2 separate regions of the Gossypium hirsutum genome follow, and region 2 is linked to region 1. Evidence: chromatin contacts called from public Hi-C data. All regions are on one chromosome and are shown on one strand. The core of a region is the stretch at or near the end of the contact, and the rest is flanking DNA. Distances in the headings are between cores, read along the strand shown.

The links. Hi-C and Micro-C count contacts between places; a contact is called where the count stands out from the background.
Region 2: a Hi-C map of leaf shows a contact between it and region 1, with 2.6 times the contacts expected there. The contact joins the promoter of LOC107889117 here to the promoter of LOC107889113 in region 1. A contact is called at or near these places in 4 of 34 Hi-C or Micro-C datasets (callus, leaf and petal).

The regions. Positions count from the first base shown.
Region 1 is chrA09:62,235,234-62,238,823 of Gossypium_hirsutum_v2.1, reverse strand. It overlaps LOC107889113, which reads right to left and starts at 2,114. Exons shown (of 2, transcript XM_016813435.2): 1 at 1,586-2,114; 2 at 934-1,273. The coding sequence starts at 1,600. The coding sequence ends at 1,055.
Region 2 is chrA09:62,513,024-62,516,413 of Gossypium_hirsutum_v2.1, reverse strand. LOC107889117 (glyoxylate/hydroxypyruvate/pyruvate reductase 2KGR) reads right to left here and starts at 1,610. Exons shown (of 2, transcript XM_016813437.2): 1 at 967-1,610. The coding sequence starts at 1,392. LOC107889116 reads left to right here and starts at 3,260. Exons shown (of 3, transcript XM_016813436.2): 1 at 3,260-3,390. The coding sequence starts at 3,389.

The DNA of each region.
Region 1 (3,590 bases), core at 865-3,364:
AATTGGTTCAGTAAATATTTTAGGTGATGGTGGTGGAGTGGTTAATTTTTCAATGATCTAGGTGTTGTTAGGTCATTGTTGTTTTGAGTAAGTGATTGAATACCTTAGTTTAGGGGCTGGTTCGTAAGAGCCATTCTTTTAGCTAAAAAGTTGGAATGGGCAAAGACCGAGTTTTTTCAACTTGGTTTTTTGTGCAATCTTATTTATTTTTTGAATGGTGATTGTTGTTTGTAGATTTGGGTGCTGTTGTTGTGGCAACAATTTGAAAAACAGACAGGTGTGTAACTCTAATCCCAAAAAATCAGTGAACGGAGTGAAGCCAAAAATGATATTGTCGACACTACATAGTCGTGTGCCAGGCTATGTGAGCAATGCGACCGTGTGTTAGGCCATGTGGGCCACACGAACCTATGGGCCCATTTTAAGTAAAATTAGTTATGGTCGTATTTTTAAAATGCATTTTGAGGTTAGTGATTTTATAGGTTTTGTTAAGTGATGTGCATGTTGTTTGATAAATGAAAACTAATGTTCTATTATGATCACATAAATTCTAAAGGTATGTCTACCTTTCAAAATGTGTTTCTAATATGTAAACTTGTGAGCATTATAAGCATGGTTATTCTGAATATGCCTTAATATATGTTATGTTATTGCATGTGTATTTGGGGTGGGATATGATATGTGATGGAGTAAGTTCTGATAGACAATGTTTTGCAATTTCTAGCCGTAACACTGCAAATTATTGTATTTGGCAGTTAAACACTGCATATATCTAATTCTAGCAGTTTTTTATACTATATCTGGCAGCTTAACTGCATATTTCTATACAATGACATATGATCACTAATTTGGTGTGTGGGGTTTGTAGAAGGCCCATTTCGTCTGGGCCCATAAAGTTATCCAAAAATAAATAAAATAACTTAAAACAAAAAATAATAAATAAAAGTCCATTTACACCAGGTTTTTTTAATAGTCCAAAATAAAAAATAAAATATTAGTCCAGATCACAAAATTCTAGCCCAAACACAAGATAGCCCAAATTTCAAAACCCATTTTACAATAGACCCAACCTAAGACCTAGACCCAACCCAGTTGCTAAAAACCTAAAACAGACCCAATTCCAAGGGCCCAAGGCACACTGGCCCAAATGGCCTGAACAGATGAGATCTGCTGGAAACTCTAGGCCACGAAGCTGCTGCTCATGCGCGCCGTAGCCTCCCCACAAGTGGCCTTCTCCGTACACTTCCACATCAGCAGAACCTGCGAGACGAAACTAAATACAGCAAATAACCAGCAAATAACAGAAAATAGTAAAAAATAATAGTAGAAAATATAGAAGAAAAATGAGGTTGTAATTTCGTTTTCATTTTTTTTGCTATAAAAAGCCAGAGAATCGGTGCAAAGTTTTTATGGATACTGAATAAAAAAAAATCAATAGCAATAAAAAAATCAGATCCAAGGTTTAAAAGGTTGTTTTTCATTCTTTTTCTGGGATTTTCTTTTCAAATTCACGTTTCCTTTATTCCTTCTTTTCGTTTTTTTTACAAACGGATTCTAAATAAAAACTGAAAGAGAAAGGGCTTACCTGTGTTCGCTTCATGGATCTGCGTCAGAGGCGAAGGTGCTGAAGCACCGATGACCCTCCTATGTGGCTCCCTAAAGCAAGGTCGAAACCCTAGCAGAGGAATGGGAAGCATTTTTTTCTTTTCTTTTTTTTTTTTAAACTGAATGACCAAATGAAGTTTAGTTAAAATTTTTTAGATTTATATTGCCTATGGAACGGCACCGTTTTGTGCCTGGAGTTTGAACGTCTAAACGATGTCGTTTCAAGGCCGTGGATCTGCGCGTTGACCCAATACGGAGAGGATCTGCGTGTTTTCCATTAGCGGGCAATTTGCGCATTTCGCCCTTCCTCATTTCTTGGTCTTTCAAATCAATTTATCTTTATTTTTCAATTTTGTCCCATGATTTTATCAGTGATTCATTTGGGTCCGCATCAGAACGACGCGTTTTAAGGGTTAGGGATAATTTCCCAATCAATCCCTATTTTTTGCGCATACATTCAATCTGGATCCTCTTGTTAATTTAATATATAATTTTTAGACTGTAGATTTCGTTTTAATTTCAAATTTGTCCTTAGCTTGTTTTGATTTACTTATTTATCACTTTTCAGTTTTATTATTAATACTTTTATTAAATCCTTCTATATATTATTTATTTCAACTATTTTCTTATTAAATTTCTTTCATGTATATTATTTATATTAAACTTATATATTATTAACTTTAAATATTTGTATATATATTGGTTAGTTTAAACTATTTTCATATATTATTTATTCTATTTCTTTTATGTATTATTTATTTTAAAAATTGTTTTATGATTATTTATTTTAAGATCTTGTGTCTTATTTTTACTAGATTGTTTCACATTTTTATATATATTATTCATTTCAAACTTAATAAATTTAAATTTATATATTAGTTTAAGTTGCTCTTAAATTAATTGTTTTAAATCATTTTATATATTATTGTATTTTAAAACCGTTTTGCACATCAACTATTTTAAATTATTTCATATTATTGCCATTTATAGTATTTATTTTTAATTTGTTTACAATAGTTGTTTTTTAAACTTTTATTTGTTTTTTTTTTATTTCGTTGTTTTAAACCTTTATTTTTTTTTCTCTTTTTTATTACTTATTTTAATCTTTTTTATATCATTTATTTTTTTAGTTTTTTTTGGAGTATATCATTTTGTATCATTTCTAAATATTGAGATTGTATGTTACATATTTATCATCACGGGTATTATAATTCTTGCATTGTGTTTATTAGTTATTTGTGATTCAATATTGTAGCATTTTGCTTGTAAATTACTACTTTACGTTGTATATTATTCCACTGCACTACGTTCGCTCAAAAGGTCGTGTTTTAATATGGTTCCTATTCTGAAATCATTATTATTAAACAAAGAATTTGCTAAAAATAAAGGTAATATTCCATGTTTGGGAATTCGAGAAGTTGTGCCCTAACATGTTGGGTTTCGATTTTCCATTTGACCAACTAACCGAATATTTTTTCAAAATTTTAGTTGTGTTTTCTTAACTTCAAAACAAGGCAATGTTCTGTGTTTGGATATTCGAGAAATCATGCCCTAACGTGCTTGGTTTCGGTTTTCTGTTGGACCAAATAATCGAATATCCTTTTGTAATTTTCAATGTATGAATTTCTGAAAATCAAGAGCCGATCTTGGTTTTGAAGGTCTAAAAGGTCATGTCAAGCAAGAGAATCTTAACATTCAATTCGAGTTATTCAATTTTTTTTCTAAAGGGATTATATTTTAAAATCTTTTCAAATTTTCGACATTAGAACATTAACTAATCAATTAGGTACCAATTTTGGGCACTACGAGGGTGCTAATCCTTCCTCGTATGCAAGCGACTCCCGAACCCGTTTTCACGAATTTCGTAGACCAAAATTGAGGTTTTAATAAAACAAAATATTTTATAAGGTGATTCGATCACACCTAAATAAAAAGGATTGGTGGTGACTCCCTTTTTCATTTTTTAAAGTCGATCTCTGTTTTTT
Region 2 (3,390 bases), core at 361-2,860, 280 kb before region 1:
ACCAATGAGCTAGGCAAAAAGAAGTCAATACTAGAGTCTTAGTGGCAAACAAAGAAATTCTAGTCCCCCCGTGTCAATTTTGGCCTCTTTTCAAAGATTATTCCACGGTTCATCATTTTTCCTACTTCCCTATATGATCATTGTTGGTTATCTGCATTTTCAGCAAACGGGAATGAACTTGATACAACACTTTTGTCCGACATATTTAGGTCACTAAGACACGATCAATCAAGAACAGATAAAATCCAAGTCCCGAGCTCCAACCAAACCAGTTATTAATATTACAAATTTCGAAATTGTTCTCGATCAAAATGGTACTGGAAGCCGACAGACGCAATTGAACAACATTACCAATCACATAGCAAGGATAATTACATCCGTAAGCTCCATTATACGCAAATGCAAATTGATAGAACCCAATCAAACCACACAAAAAATCGAAGCTTACCGGCGTCCAACACTAACGGAAAGGAAAAAACTCCGACAGGACTGTGTTTACGAATTTAAACAACTGGATTAACAAATTAAAAGCCTAACTCATCTATCTAAACCAGGTACCAATTTCATAAATCTCGAACTCGTTCTCAATCGATTAATACGATTGTAAAAGACTAACAAAATGAACTTATAATGATCTTGAATATAACAAAATAATTTTAACAATGTTAAAAGTTGTACCTGAATTTTAAAACGTGAAAAGTAGAAAGACAATATATTCCTGAAAATAAGTAAAATTCCAAATTTGTGAAGATTACGTAATTATAAAAGATTAGCTGTTCAATCAACATTTCAATTCCACATGTTTATAATCGGACTAATTTCCAATTTTCGTAAGCAGAGGGGCTAAAATTCATAATTAGAAACTAAAACCCACCAAACAAGAACACAATTTTTAGTAAATTGGATAAAAAATACAAAAACCAATAAAGAAACAATGAGAAAAAAAAGGAAAACCCAGAAACGAACCTTTGAAGCCAATCCAAAATCACCATTGATCCAATTCCCACTCCTCACAAACCGATCACAAACACACATTTTCCTCAAAACAGCCAATGCCAACCCAATACCCAAATCAGCTACATCATCAGTCAACACATCCGGGGTGTTAGTCACTTTAATTCCCTTCTCTTTACACTTACCCAAATCGATCTTGTCCAGGCCGACGCTATAGCTCGCAACGATCTCCATATTGGGCAATGAATCGATCATATTTGCATCGGCTCCGATTTTGGTGTTTCCCACCACTGCTTTGATGGAACTCGAGTGGGTCTTTAAAAAATCGGGTTTGGGAGATGAATGGTTCCATAGCTTGAAGAGGCTGAACCGGTTTTCAAGCTGGTTTTCAAGGTATTCCGACATTGGACATGTCATTAGGACGCCAATGTTGTTCATGTTTGTGCTTTTGTGTTTCAACTTTCAACTAGAGGGTGACAGAGTTTAGGTTATCTGCTACAAATTAAATGAAGGGTAAACTACAATCAAGGTCACTAAACTGTTAGTAAGTTTACTTTTTGGTCATTTAACTTCAAAAAGTTACAAAATGGTCACAAAACTATTTTGAAAGTTGTAATTTAAGTCGCTGAGCTTTTAAAATCATTATTTATAGCCTTCTCAGTTTACACCAATTGTACCAATTGAAAGCTATCTTTCCTTTTCTCTTCTATAATTCAATTTTTTTTTATAAAACAACTTTGAACGTCATGAAAATGCAAACCAAAATCTAAATAACATTAAGTGTCAGATCGATTTAGATTTAAGGTATACTCTTCTACTTGTCAATTGGTATTGATCCACCTTACTGATTGTCGAATCGTTGTTTGGAGTTTGTTAGTTGAACTATCGTTAAAAAAAAGCTTAATAACCTAATGACTTAAATACAAACTTTTGAATAGTTCAGTAACTATGAAAACTTTCGAATAGTTTCGTGATCATTTTCTAACTTTTTTAAGTTAAGTGTCCAAAACGTAAACTTACTAATAATTTAATAACATTAAGTGTAGTATAACTTTAAATAAATTATTAAAAAAATCATAAAAAAATTAACAAGAGAGAAAATTGATTCAATAAGTTGAACATGTTTTTTTTTGTTCTGCTCAATTCGTTTGTATCGATTTGCGAGTTAATCAATTTAACAAATTTATACTTCAATGTTTACAAAATTTGTCATTTTAGTTCTAATAGATACATTATTAGGTCAATTTGTTGAATTTTTTAGATTTAGATCAAATTAATAGAATGTGTAAATATTAGAGAGTTAAATTTATTATAAGACCAATAAAAAAGACCCACCTTATACTTCCGTTAAGGGCAACAAACAACAGACCAACTGAAAACTTTAATTTCAAAAAATTAAATAACTAAATAAAAAAATTAATAGTCGAATTACTAAACTAAAATCAAGTGTATAGTTAGATGACTATTTTTATAGTTTATCCAAAAGTCCCATAACTCTATAAAATTATCACATAGCCCCTCTCTAAGAGTTGAAGAAAAAGATAGATGTTTTTCATATGAGGTTTTGTACACTCTAGTTTTAGGTTAATGATTGGGTTGTAGCTCTAGTTTATGGTCTTTTAGAGAAGATAAATATTAAATTTATATATGTAATTTGACTTAATGTGTAATTTAATACACGAATTGTGTTTTAGTCCAATTATATACATGAGGTTGGATTTGTGTTTCATATATATGTATATAGCATATATATATATGTATGGAATTTTATTTTTGATACACATTTAAAGAAATAAATACATACATTTGTTTTCATATTGAATTAATATAATTATTTGTAGATACAATATATAACATAAAATAGTGTTGAATGATATTGCACATTAGATCAAAGTTTATGTATAGTTTTGATATTTATCCCTTCTTTAAACTAAACCAAATTTTATTTCTATTTAATTTATAATTAATTTGTAATTTTTTAGGTAAAAGTACTATAGTAGTCCCGGTGCTTGAATTTGGTATCAAAAGTTTATTAGGGTTCAATTATGTACTTGAACTTGACTTGGTTCAATTTGGTACTTGAAATTGGCTTATTATCCAAATTGGTATTTATGGAAAATGACTTATTTGAATTATAAAGCTAAGTTTAGTTACTAATTTGAAAAAAAAAACAAATTCAGGTACTTAATTGGATAAAAAAAACTCTTAGGTATCAATTTGAACCTTGAAGCCAAGTTCAGGTAGCAAATTGTATATTTACCTTAAAAATTATTCAAAACATTAAAAAGTCTTCGTAGGGAAATGATTTGAGGATGGGTAAACAGTAACAATATAAAAAAACAGCTGAAGACCTGCGTTGAAATAAACAACACCGCATCCCCATTGCAAGAGGGACCAAAAGGAAATATCAGAATCTGAGAGAAATTTCAAAGATAT